Regions from separate parts of the Mus musculus genome. Here region 2 is linked to region 1. The links are chromatin contacts, called in public promoter capture Hi-C maps. All regions are on one chromosome and are shown on one strand. Each heading gives the region's core, a stretch centred on a gene start, on an enhancer-like site or on the middle of the called end of the contact. The rest is flanking DNA. Distances are from core to core; before and after follow the strand shown.

Evidence for each region. Promoter capture Hi-C pulls out the DNA fragments that hold promoters and counts their contacts.
Region 2: a contact with region 1 is called in a promoter capture Hi-C map of hematopoietic stem and progenitor cells. The contact joins the enhancer-like site here to the promoter of Zfp560 in region 1. A contact is called at or near these places in 4 of 39 promoter capture datasets (the C10 cell line, cranial neural crest, hematopoietic stem and progenitor cells and 1 more), 3 of 484 Hi-C or Micro-C datasets (CD4 T cells, Sertoli cells and embryonic stem cells), 2 of 115 datasets of contacts at active chromatin or transcription factors (effector CD8 T cells and memory CD8 T cells) and 3 of 9 other capture datasets (adipose tissue, liver and pancreatic islet).

What each region holds. Positions count from the first base shown.
Region 1 is chr9:20,380,553-20,387,335 of GRCm38.p6, reverse strand. It overlaps Zfp560 (zinc finger protein 560), which reads left to right and starts at 2,178. Exons shown (of 7, transcript NM_001004190.3): 1 at 2,178-2,319.
Region 2 is chr9:20,605,778-20,612,654 of GRCm38.p6, reverse strand. It overlaps the pseudogene Fbxl12os. Among named protein-coding and RNA genes, the nearest start is that of Gm51704, 20 kb to the right of the region's middle. Within about 2 kb of position 2,629, at least 12 of the 459 cell types and tissues checked have an H3K27ac peak or open chromatin away from gene starts, as enhancers often do.

The DNA of each region.
Region 1 (6,783 bases), core at 929-3,428:
CTTCCTGAGCTTAAGGAACTTCCCTGCAGGACAGAATATTTCACCTCTTAGTAAATAACCTGTGACTTAAAGAACTTTTCCTGTAGGACATCCTGTGTCTTTCCAGTTGATGTGCCCAGCCATTGCTCTTAGGAGCTCATGGGTGTTTTGGTCATGTCTAGAACACAGTGTTCACAATACTCCTTTCCATCCTCCAGTTTATATTCATTTAACCCTTGTTTCCTCGATGTTTCATGGGCCTTGGAAAGAAGGATACTGATTTCCTATTTAAGGCCGAGAACTGAAGAGTCGCTTATTCTTAGCACTTTGATCTATTATAAGTCTCTGCATTACCCACTGCCCACTGGGGGTGGTGAGTGAAAGGCCAGGGTTGAGAGGAGCATCAATATATGGGTACAAACATTTAGAAAGAAAAATTAACAAACAACAACATTTAGCAAAGCCAAAGTAGTAAGACACTCCCCTTCCCCAGAGTCTACAGTTTATTCTGAGTCTATTAGCAGGAACAAGAAGATAAACCTACTTTTTCAGGCTTTTCCTACTCATGTCCCCCCAAATTTTCATCTTTCTATTCTGCTTTAGTAAAGATCTAGGAACATACAGTCACTAGAAGAATGTAGTGACAGGAGAGACTGTAAGAGTTACAGTAATATTAAACATATAAAAGCCAGTTGGCAGAAAAAGACTTCCTCATGGAAGTCTTTTTATATAACATGTACAACATATATGAAGCATGCTCAAAAGAAGCCCTCACATACTTAGGAGTGGCAGGTACTATATAAATGTCATGATAAGGGTCATAAGGAACAGATTTCATTTTCTAGGCTCTTTGCTCTCTAGACCACTCCCATTCTCAAGAGTGCTCCTCACCCCCTTTAAGCCCTTTCCTTCCTTTCTTTCTCTTGTGTGTGACCCTATATTCCTGACTAGTTTGAAACTATTTATGTAGACTTGACTGGACTCAACTCACACTGTTTCCGACTCTTGCAAACTCTGAATTTAAAAAAGTGTGGGTCTCAAAAGAGTCCGGTCCCCAATGAAGGAGCTAGAGAAAGGACCCAAGGAGATGAAGGGGTTTCCAGCCCTATAGGAGGAATAACAATATGAACTAACCAGTACCCCCAGAGCTCCCAGGGACTAAACCACCAACCAAAGAGTACCCATGGTGGAACTCATGGCTCCAGCTGCATATGTAGCAGAGGATGGCCTAGTTGGTCAGCAATAGGAGGAGAGGCCCTTTGTCCTGTGAAGGTTCTATGCCCCAGTTTAGGGAATGCCAGGGCCAGGAAGCAGGTGTGGGTGGGTTGGTGAGCAGGGGGAGGGGAGAAAGGATAGGGGGTTTTCGGAGGGGAAAGCAAGAAAGGGGACATTTGAAATGTAAATAAAGTAAATATCTAATAAAAAAAGTGTGGGTCACTATGCCTGGTCCCAATTTTCTTTTAGTTATTATTTTGTATAATGTGGTTAAGAGTGCAGGTGCACGTGTGCCGGCCTGAGGACAACTTGTGGAAGTTCGGCTCGCTCATCGGGTCTTGAACTGAGGTTATCATCAGGCTTGGAGGCAAGCTTCTTTACTCTGTGAGCCATCTCATCCACCCTACTTTCCTTTTCGTAATAAACTGTCTTTACTTCGAAAGGCGTGTTTCTCGTCTAATTCTGTGACTAGAGACACAAGTACCTGGATACTTAAGTGGGTGCATTAAGGCTCACAAACCTAACAGGAGCAACACTGGGTGACGTGTGCGCTTTGACAGGTCTGTCCTGTGTCCACACGGGCACAACTCCAGTCGTTGGTCTGGTTGTCAGGCCAGCAGTCTCTAAATCGAGTTGGGGTAAAGCCACTCTTGGGGCAGGAATCGGTAACTGCCCTGCCTGAAGGGGCGTAAACTCAGGGTAAACTGAAGCGCCCGAAGCCGGAGGACACTTAAGTCGAAGAAAACAGCAGTGACATCAGCCGCCCTCCGCAGTCTCTTACGCTCCAGCCCTTGGTTGCAGAGTTCTTTTTCCATCTCTGTGGTCGTCAACTTGTATGAGACGCTGGCGACACTAAATAAATTCTTGCTCTGAACGTCTTCCAAACAGCCCGCGCAGTGGTCGGAACTGGTCCTGCAGCCCCAGGCCGGGAGCGGAAGTGCCGTTGGCGGTGTTACCTTCCGACTCTTCCGGCGCGAGCTCTAGGGTGTGAAGCTCCTTTGTTCCTCAGAGGCGGGGTCCGCCCCTCGGCGGCTGCACTTCCTCGGGCTGTGCGGGCCAGCGCGGCCGGAACCTCCGCTGCGCGCTTGGTTCTCTGTCTTTATTTTCAGGAATTGGCGAGTTCAGGTGAGTGCGAGGTGAAAGCTGTTGAGAGGGCTTTGCCACCTTGTATTTACAAACGCGTGTGTCGTCAGAAATACGGCATCCTCTTCGCACGTCCCTTATTTGTTTCCAACACTTAGTTACATTTGGGTAGAAAGCCATCTCTTTAGTTGTCGGTGTGCTTGTAAACGCGTGTGTACTGGAAAAACAAAAAACAACAAACAAAACCTTAAACCAGTATTCACTCATTGTAGCGGAATTTCTTAGGCCCTACCTACAGGATTCAAAACAAGGACCTGTAGGAGGAATGGGTGGAGACTATTGAAGTATTCGGGTTGATTTATTTCTGCAAAAAATGTTTGGGTGAGTTGTGTTGATGGAAAAAAAAAATAGCTCTGGCCTTAAAGGAAATAAAAGTTGATCCTGAACCAAATAATGACAATGACCAGAAAAATATGTGTTTCCCCAAAATAACATGTTCCATTGTGGAAGTGGTTACATGACTTATTAGTGTTTTTATTTATTTATTTATGGGTGTTTTATTTGGTCATTTCTTGTATATGTGGATAGTTGGTTATGGCAAAGCGACAAAATTCAGCCTATATTCTTGGGCAGCTTGTAGCAATTGGAGAAGCTTAATATTTAATAAAGGAAATAAATATGAGACTGCAAATTGATGAAGACTCAAAGTTGAGGGCTATATTTTTCCTGTCTTTGTATGGTAATAGGTAAAATAAAGAAAAAAATGGCGATTTAATCCAAAAATACTAGATGTTGGAGTTAGTGATGCTGAAGGGAGTGGGAAATAGTCATCTCTCCCTCTTCCTAAAGTATTAGCGAGTGTTGGGACTGCCTTTTTCAGTGTGTCACCTGAGTCTCTTTGGAGATCATTGTTCTTGTTTGTTAGGATTGACAGAGGCAGTATGATAATGAAAGAGAGAGGAGACCTCAGCAGAAGGAGGTTGTCCTTTCCTGGGAAGGTGGAGAGTGTGTGTCGAGGGGCTTGGGGTTTGAGAGGGCAGAAAAGAGACTGGAAATTTCATCTGTATGTTTGTTCTTTGTAGTCTTAGGACGGAGACATGCCAGTAGTTGCTTTATCATATGTTGAGTGTTTTTGTAAGGTTTTCCCTGGCTCCTGACTGCAGATCATGTTCTCTTCAGTGTTGGCTTTCTAGTCAGTATGCTGAGTCAGGAGTTTCTCAGCCCCTCTGATGCCCTTTACTTTAGATTATTAACTCGCCAGTGTAATGTTACACTCGTGTTCCTGAAGAAGTTGGGTCTCGCCGCAGCGCTCTTGCTTGCAATGATAGTGCTTGATGACAGTTCTGTTAGGTCACCTGGAAAATGAGTACTATTTCACTTTGGAGGTGGAAGCAAACTCTGCTGAGAAGCTATTGAAGTAGACACTACAGAATTTATTGGAGTTCAGTAATTACCAGATGTCGAATGTATGGAATCAGTAATTTCACGAGTATTGCTTCTAGGGGGCTAGGTGGTGGTACCAGCAAATCAAGGTTATAGTAAGATGTTAATAGATGCCCTTTAATATTTGGATTTCAGCAAGCAAAGTTGGCCACAGATGGAGAAACAATAGAGATAGATAATCACCCTCCTAGAATTGTTTTTAATATAAAATTTAACCCTAAGCTCCCTATTTTTGTGTATTGTCTCTCTTAGTTGTTTTAACTAGGGATCTATGCGACCATTTTATCAAGCCAACAAGTAGGAATATCTTTGATTTTATTTTACTGTCTCCTATATTAGAAGGTTTAAGGCCAAAATGGAATGCTTTTCTACAGTAAACACTATGACTGTGAGAAATCTAAGCAAGGATAAAGTTCAAGTAAAGCCTGTGTATTGTTTTCTTCTGTATTTATTCATTAGCTTGAGATGTTTCAATTTAGTGGGATTCCCCAGGCATAGCTTTAATCTAAAAGCAAGATTGACTGAACTCATGCATTTTTAACTGATATGTTTTAGCAAGAGCTAAATCATAAAGATACATCCCTGTCCCCTTAATCTGAATCAAGTGGCGATGTATATGACCTGGCATATAAAAGTACCATTTGAGGATTTAAATGAAGAACTTGAAATTGAGAACACTGTTGCTCTCAGTTTGTGTATATTTCAACTCCCTTTAGGTTGATGGTGTCTGTGTAGAGTGGGGGCTTATATAGGCCATTTAAGAACTTGTCTTGTTAAATACCAAGAAGAAAGAATTGTTGGTACCTGGAGATACATGCCATTGCTATTTATTTATAATATTTACTAACTGATTTTATTTACTATTTTTCTTGATACTTAGGGATTGCATATTTTTGTGTATGATGCACTATTTGAGCAGCATTTGTACAAGTGTAATGACCAGATGAGGATAGTTGGCTTGTCTGCAGCCTCAAACATGTTTCTTTTGTGTTAGGAACATTAGAAATCTTTTTTGTCTTTATTTGTAAGGATTTTATTTGTTTTTATTTTTGCATATGAGTGTTTTGCCTACATGTATGTATGAGCATCACATATATTCATGCTTCATTCTTCTCATTCTTTTTCCTTCTTCCTTTTTATTCTTTTGCCTTCTCTTGACAGAGAGCCTGAACCCAGTCTTTTATATACTGAAGCTACATCATCAAAGCTTTGACCATTGTTAACTTTAAAAAAAAATACTTAAATTTACATAATTTTTATGAATCCTGAATAATTAGTCCAAGTCCACGCTTCCTTAAAACAGAAACTAAACACAAAGTAAAGGCATATTTCCTTATAGTTTTTACCCAGCCTGTTCTTCATGGGTAGCTGCACACAGCTCTTGGAGTTTCCTGGTACAGCAGACAGCAGTCATTAGTAACTACTTTCCTTTTAAAGTTTCTTTTTAAATGTTTCTTCTTTTTATTCGTTTTTAAAAAATTGGATATTTACTTACATTTCAAATGTTATCCCCTTTCCTGGTTTCCCCTCTGGGGAAAACCCCCTTTCCCATCTCCCCTTACCTTGCTTCTATGAGAGTGCTCCCTCCCCCAACTTATTCCTCACCACCCTAGCATTCCTCTACATTGGGGCATTAAGCCTTCACAGAACCAAGGGCCTCTCCTCCCATTGATGCCAGATAAGGCCCCTTCAACTCCTTCAGTCCTTCCCCTAACTCCTCCATTTGAGTTTCCTGTGCTCAGTTGATGGTTAGCTGTGAGCATCCGCATCTGTATTGGTCAAGATCTGGTAGAGCCTCTCAGGAGACAGCTGTATCAGGCTCATGTCAGTACTTCTTGGCATCCACAATAGTGTCTGGGTTTGGTGTCTGCATGTGGGATGGATCACCATGTGGCACAGTCTCTGGATGGCCTTTTATTCAGTCTCTACTCCACTCTTTGTCCCAGTATTTCCTTTAGACAGGAGCAATTCTGGGTTAAAAATTTTGAGATGGGTGGGTGGCCCCATCCCTCAAGGGGTGTGTGTGTGCCTAACCTCTGGATATGGTCTTGACGGGTTCTCCCTCTCCTTTGTTGGGTATTTCAGCTAATGTCATCTCTGAGGGGTCCTGGGTGGCTCTTATTTTCCTGGCAGCTGGGGCTTTCTGGTTGCTACCCCCAGTTCCCCATCCCCCATTGCTACACACCTTTATTTAATTTCCTGACCCTCTGTATGTCTCTTCCATCTCTTCCCATACCTGATTCTTCCCCTCTTTTTACCCCCCCTCCTCTCTTCTTCCCAAGTCCTTCCCACCCTCTACCTTGATCTTTTTGTTCTCCCTTCTAAGTAGGACTAAAGCATCCACTCTTTGGTCTTCCTTTCTCTTGAGCTTCATGTGGTCTGTGAGTTATATTGTGGGTTTTCCACGCTCTTTGCCTAATATACACTTATCAGTGAGTACATACCATGTTTGTTCTTTTGTGATTGAGTTACCTCACTCAGGATGATATCTTCTAGATCCATCCATTTGCCTGCGAATTTCTTGAAGTAATTGTTTTTAATAGCTGAGAAGTATTCCATTGTGTCAATATACCAAATTTTCTGTATTCATTCCTCCATTGAGGGACATCTGGGTTGTTTCCAGCTTCTGCCTGTTACAGGAAATATTAAAAATGGCCCCACCCCACGCTATACCCCTATTCTTCCCCTAACCCCCTATCTTCATCTTGCTGCCTCCATGGCTAGCCCCAGACGGTGGTCTTCCCAGCTCCAGTTTGCCTGTCTCAGAGTCCCTTGTACCTCCCTAGCCATCCTCCACCTGCAGCTAGTCGTCACAAATCCCCTTAACCCAGTAAATCAAAACTCTAGAAGCTTATAATTATCAGTCACTTTTATATGTCAATAAATTTTCAATTCACAAGATGCCCACGTAATAATTTTAGAGCCAATTGATAATGATACAAACTGCATATTTAGATTAGACAAGTTATCCCAATTATTCTATTCTTTTATGATATTCATAGCTACCTGTGGCTATTTAAAGCCACATGGAATCTGGATTGTCATTCTCTTCCTCCATTTTCC
Region 2 (6,877 bases), core at 1,380-3,879, 220 kb before region 1:
TTGAGTGCTGGGATTAAAGGTGTACACCACCACTGCCCAGCTACAAATCACTTTTTTTTTTAAAGATTTATTTATTTATATGTAAGTACACTGTAGCTGTCTTCAGACACTCCAGAAGAGGGCGTCAGCTCTCATTACAGATGGTTGTGAGCCACCATGTGATTGCTGGGATTTGAACTCTGGACCTTTGGAAGAGCAGTCGGGTGCTCTTACCCACTGAGCCATCTCACCAGCCCCTACAAATCACTTTTTAAAAATGAAAACTGATGGTAAACAAGAACATTATCAAGGAGGAGGAGGAGGGAAGATCTTGACATAGCATAGGACAAAATTGTAAAAACAGAAACATAACAGGGTACTTTGTGAGATCACAGAAAAGTCTGGGCAAAGTGTAAGAAGTTCAGAATTCCTTCCGAGATAAAGGACTGGCACCTGCTGAGGTCAGCTCGGTCTTTGAAAGTTTCATTATAGGACTGGAGATACGTCTTAGTAGCAAGAGTGTTTGCCTAGGTAAGTTCAAGGTTCAATCCCCAATACTGAGTAGAGACAACCTTTCTATATGGCTTGGTGTGGTGGCGCTCACCAACAACTCCAGTACCCGTAAGGTAAAGGCAGAAATATGTAGGGGCCAACCTGGCTGACACACTGAAGCCCTAAATCAAAGGAGACCTCTCCCCACTGTCTGTAAATCTTGCTCCAACCAAGAGATCAGATTGGGTTTGATGACTTCACATCCTACATATAAGGAAACAATGTATTCATGGAAGTGGTTCATTCTGTAGGGAAAAAAAAGGAACAATAAATTTAGGACCCCCTTCTCCCTTTGTGTATTTATGTGTACATAATGTGTATGTTGGTGTATGTGTGCATGTGGACATGCGTCAGGTGCCTTCCTTGATAACTCTCCACCTTTTATACTGAGGCAGGGTTTATTGCTGGACACGGAGCTCATCACTGCAGCCACTGCAGCCGTCTACTGCAGCCCAGCTCTTGTGTCTCTGTCCTCTGAGTGCTTGGGATTATAAGCAGCCACTACGCCTGCCCACTTTTCACCTGAGTTTTGAGGATCCAAACTACAATTTTCATGATGGTAGAGGCAAGTGCTTTATCACTGAGCCATTTCCCTACCTCTGGTGTGTTTTGCAAGACAAGGTCTCATCCTGGAACTTGGGATTCCTGATTAAGAATAGGTTGGCTAACCAGTGAACCCCTGAGATGCTCTCATTTCCACCTCTCAAGCATTGGGATTACAAGTGCATGCCAGCACATCAGCACATCCAGTTTTTTGGGTTTTTTTTTTTTTTTTTTTTTTGGTTATTGTTGTTTTTAAATCTGAGATGGTTTCACTGTGTATCTCTGGCTGTCCTAGAACTCACTATGTCAAACTCACAGAGCTTCTGACTATGCCTCCCAAGTGCTGAGATTAAAGGCCTCAATCACTATACTTTTCTGGTACCACAGTTTTTTGAGACACATTCACACTGTACCTGGAGCTCACTAATTCAGATAGACTGGCCAAGAGCCAAGGACACCCCCAGAAATCCTCCCATTTCCCCCACTCCACCGCAGGAGCTACAGGTGCAGTCCCTACACTTGACTTAAAATTGTACTGAGGGTCTGATCTCAGACCCTCACACTCACCTGGGAAGCAATTACCAGCTGAGCCCCAATCCCTTTTTTCCCCTCTAATTTCTTTATTAGATTTATTCTTTTTATGTGTGCTTTACCTATATGCATGTATGTATGCTCACCATGTGCATATGTGATGCCAGAGATCAGAAGAGGGTATAGGATGCCCCTGAACTGGAATTACAGATGATTGTGAACCACCATGTGCTAGGAATTGAACTAAGGTCCTCTGTAAAAGCAACAAGTGTTCTTAATCTCTAAGCTATTTCTCTAACCAACTAATGATGATGATGATGATAAATTTTTATTTTGTGTATGGTGTTTTGCTTGCAGGTATGTCTGTTTACCACATTCATGCAGTATACTTGGAGGTCAGAAGAAGGCATTGGATTCCCCTGGAACTGGAGTTACATGGGAATTGAGTTCAGATCTTCTGGAAGATCAGCTAGTGCTCTTACCTGTTGATCCATCTCTTTAGCTCCCTTCCCTGTTTGTTTGTTTGTTTTTTTTTTAAGATTTTTTTTTTCTGGGTGGTGATGGTGGTACTCAGCACTTGGGAGGCAGATGCAGGTGGATCTCTGAGTTCAAGGCCACCCTGGTCTACAGAGTGAATTTCAGGACAGCCAGAGCTTTGCAGAAAAGTCCTATCTTGAGAAACCAGAAAGAAATATATTTCACTTTTATTATTTATTTGTGTGTATGTATCTGTTTGTGTGTACACCTGTGTGCAAGTGCCACTAAAGGCCAGAAGAGGGCATCAGATCCCTAGGAACTAGAGTTGCAGGTGGTTGTGAGCTGCCCAGTGTGGGTGCTGGGAACTAAAAGAGCATCAAGCGTTCTTAAGCAATGAGTCATTAATCTAGCTTCTGTATATGTGGGTTTTTTCTTGTTCTTCGAGACAGCATTTCACATTAGGTAATCCAGGCTAACCAGCCCTGCTGTCTGAGCTTCCAAAGTGCCAGGAAGAAGGGTGTGTGTCACTGCTCCTAGCACCGAGGAGCTGTGCTTTCTAAAGAACGTACAGGAAATGCTTCAAAGGGACTAGGCATGTAGGTCACGTTTTTCTAAACATCTAGATGTTTATCTCTGAACCCTAAAACCCAAATTAAGGCTCATGCACATACTAACAAAACCCACTCTGAATCAAACAGAAAATAAAGTGAAACAAAGATACTTGTTCTTTTATGAGAAAATCGACACCAGTATCTTAGAGTACTGTGTATCATCTTCATCACAATGGCGTGTTAAAATTTAGAGGCTAGGTGCTGGATGCGGTGATATAAACCTTTAATCCCGCCAGAAGGTGACAGCAAGTGGCTCTCTCTGAACTCACAGCCAGCTTTGTCTATACAGAGAGTTTCAATTTCACTCAGAGCTACAGAGTGAGACCTTCATCTCAAAAGAAAATTAGAAAGCTTAGCTGCTAGGGCTTAGGGATGTAGCACAGTAGTCCAACACTTGCCTAGCATGTGTAAGGCCTAGGTGTAGCACTCAGATCTGCAAAAACAAACAAAAAATATGATAGATATTCAGTAAATCAAAGGAGGAAATGGATAATTTGCATTCCTAACAGGGTGATGGCACTGATAGTGGACCACATTTTGACAACCAGGATACTATATTAAAACTTACAGGGAGGCTAAGGCGATAGCTCAGTGGATTGCTGTGCAAGTTCGATGACCTGAGTTCAGTTCCTGGAATCCACAGTTGCAGGAGAGAATGGACATGCATACACTGTAGCACATGTATGTCCATGATCACACACATGCATCTGCATACATGTAATTATAAAAAGTAAGAAAACCAACCAAACAAAAATATCTAATATGGGGAGAAGGCTTAATGGACAAAACATCTACTGCACAAGCATTAGAACTGGAGTTCAGGAGCTGGAGAGATGGCTCAGTGGTTAAGAGCACTGACTGCTCTTACAGAGGTCCTGAGTTCAAATCCCAGCAACAACATGGTGGCTCACAACCATCTGTGATGGGATACAATGCCCTCCTCTGGTGTGTCCGAAGACAGCTACAGTTTACTCATATACAATCAATCAATCAATCAATCTTTAAAAAACAAAACAAAATTGGAGTTTAAATCTTCAGACTCTATGTAAAGCCAGGCACAGTAATATTCACATACTCACAAATTATAGAAGTCACCTCATACCCACAATATTCATTTCTAAAGGTTAAGAAATTCACCATCAAGTGGAAACCAAAAACACTATACAGAAAATTCCAGAAATAATTTCTACGATTTATTTATTTTTTTTAAATGTATTTATTGTTCTTTGTGAGTTCAAGGCCAGACTCATCTGCATAGCAAGTTGCAGGCCAGCCAAGGCTACATAGTAAGCCTCCATCTCAAAAAGACCAAAAAACCCAAAAGAAGAAAACCAAAACAAACAATAAATGGGACCAATAAGATAGTTCAGCTCAGCTGATAAAACCAAGCCTGATGAGTTGAGCTTGACCCACTCATACACTCCCCATATGGTAAGAGAGAACCAATACTTGTAAGTTGTTCTCTGACCTCTACAAGTGTGTCATGTGTCTGCACATGTACACACAATCACACAAAAAATAAAATTATGATAAATATGTATAAATTACTGAGATCTGAAGTATGGCTAGTCAGGAATTAGTATGTAGGTATAGATATGATTCTTAAAATTTATTTTAAAAAGTGTATCGTTATTTTTTAAATTCATTTAAAAATTTTCTACTGTGTGTGTGTGTGTACCATTTGCGCAGGTATTTTCAGGGTTCAGAAGAGGTCCTTGGATACCAAGCAGAGATTTAGTTGGTTGTGAGCCTCCATGTGCATACTAGGAACTGACTTCGGGCCCTCTGGAAGAGCAGCAAGCTCTCTTACACATCAGCTATCTCTTCTGCCCTCTCATTACTTATTTTTATTGTCTATATTTATTAGTATTTTGCATGTAATGAGTTCAATTAAAATGTAGTAAAAATTAACAAAAACATTTGCCTAAAAATTGAAGAGGTCCTCTTGAATCACTTAAGCACATATATGTACATACAGCCAATATAAATAAAAATATACATAAAATATGTATCTATAGTTTTTTAATTTTGTTGCCAACGCTTGGAGGAGGAATCCAGGGCTCAGCAGAGGCAGAGTACACATCCCCACTCCTGAGCCTAATCTCTCCTCCCAGCGCTCACCCGTGCAGGTGGCAGGTGCCAGGTCCATGATGTGGAAGAACACTCGGCACACCCTTTAACGTGTATCCAACGGCGAAAATATCATTTCTTTGTGATTTAAAAAAATAAGAAGAAAGGAAAATGGTAAAGGTTTGGAGCCTTTGCAGACAAAACAATTGCTGACGTGCGGCAAAGACCGGACTTTTACGACAGTTTTACGACGCTCCCGACCTCGCTCTTCGCTCAGACTGGGCCAGGCGAGCTGCGACGCTGGCGAACCGGGCTCCCTGCGTCCTCCCACGACTCCGTCCACCTCAGGGCCTCTATGAAGAGGAATCGGTGCCACCCGTGCGGACCTCACAGCCGGAACCGTAAAGATTCGGAGTCGCTTGCTCGCGGAGACTGACAGCCAGAAAGCGGGCCACGCTGACGCTACTTCCTGTTTTGCTTCCTGGGCGTCAGGGCGGACCTCCATTTGTCAGGCTGCTCTGCGCCTCCCCTAAGAAGTCCGAGGCATTGTAGTTTAGTCATTCGCCATAGGTCAAGATCGCCTCCGTTAGGGAAGGCGAGGCCGAAGACCGCCTCAAGGAAACGGCCGTTAGGACACGGCCTGTGGCAGGGATTCGCGTGGGACGGAGCTCAAGGGTAGATGAGGCAGGTGAAGGGACCAGCGTGGAGTGGGCGTGCAGGGTACCACGCTGACAAATGCCTCTCAAAGGCCTTTGCATGCTGTTGAGACGGACGGCACAGACTGCCCTAGAACCTAACCCCGTACCCGAGAAAAACCTTGATCATCTGATTCTCTTGCCTCCACATTGCAAGTGTTGGGATTCTACGCAAGCCAGCCACTACATCGAATTGAACAAATCGAAGTCCCTAAAATCACAGTTCTGTTGATAAATCTGGCAATTCATGAAATGATCCTCATACACCCAGTCCAATGTGTAGATTACTTCTTACTTGAATGCCCTAAGAAACTAGTTTGGTTTTCTTTACATTTTCCTCTGTGTGTGTGTGTGTGTGTGTGTGTGGTGGATCGGCAAGTGTTGTACCACTGAGTATGTCCCCAGCCTTTTATATTTTCAACTACACACAATTTTACTATTTTATTGTATAATTTTGTTTGGGGGTTTTGAGACACGATCTCACAATACAGTCTAGGCTGGCCTTAAATTGCATATTTTCCTGATTACAGGCCTGAGCAAATTGTATAGAATTGTAAAAATTTGTAGGTGTGAAGACATGACCTCAGGGTTTTGTGGGTCCTAGACAAACACACTGTTATTGAGCTATACATGTAGCTCTCAATGATATAATTTTGAGACATTAAAACAATGTACACTTTGGATGTGGTGGCACTGGCCTTTCATGCTAGCACTTGATAAGCAGAGACAGGTGGGTCTCTGTGACTTCACGGCCAGGCAGTGCTACACTGTGAGATCCTGTCTCCAATAAGGGAGATATATATGGAGACCAGAAGGCAACCTGTGGGAACCTGTTCTCCTCTTTCACCTTGCTGGCTTTAGAAATCCAACTGAGGTTGTCACTTGGTGGCAAGTACCTTGGCCCACTGAGCCATCTCACCAGCCCTGTGAACATATTTTGTTTTCAAATATCAATGTTTTTGTTTCTAGGTTCTTACCAAATGATTCAGCGCCTCCTGTAGCTTGTAAAATGGCATTGACATCTGACATTCTTTATTTATTAATTAAAAACTACAGATTTATTCACATTTGTTAAGATTCTTTGTGAGTGTGTGTGTGTGTGTGTGTGTGTATTGTCTGCATGTAAGTCTGTGTACCAACTGTGTACTGTGTACCTACTGAGGACAAAAAAGGTTTCAGATTCCATAGAACTGGAGTTAAAGATGGTTTGTTAGCCAGTATATGGGTGGTGGGAGTTAAACCTAGGTCCTCTGGAAGAACTGCTGAGCCATTGCTCCAGTCTTAATACATCCTCATGTGTTAGGGTTCTTAGCAGTTAACTTTTGTATAATTTTGTGGAATTTTACCTATACATAAGTATGTGCAGTGTACACATATCCAGAGAGGCCAGAAGAGGGCATAAGATTCCCTGGAACTGGA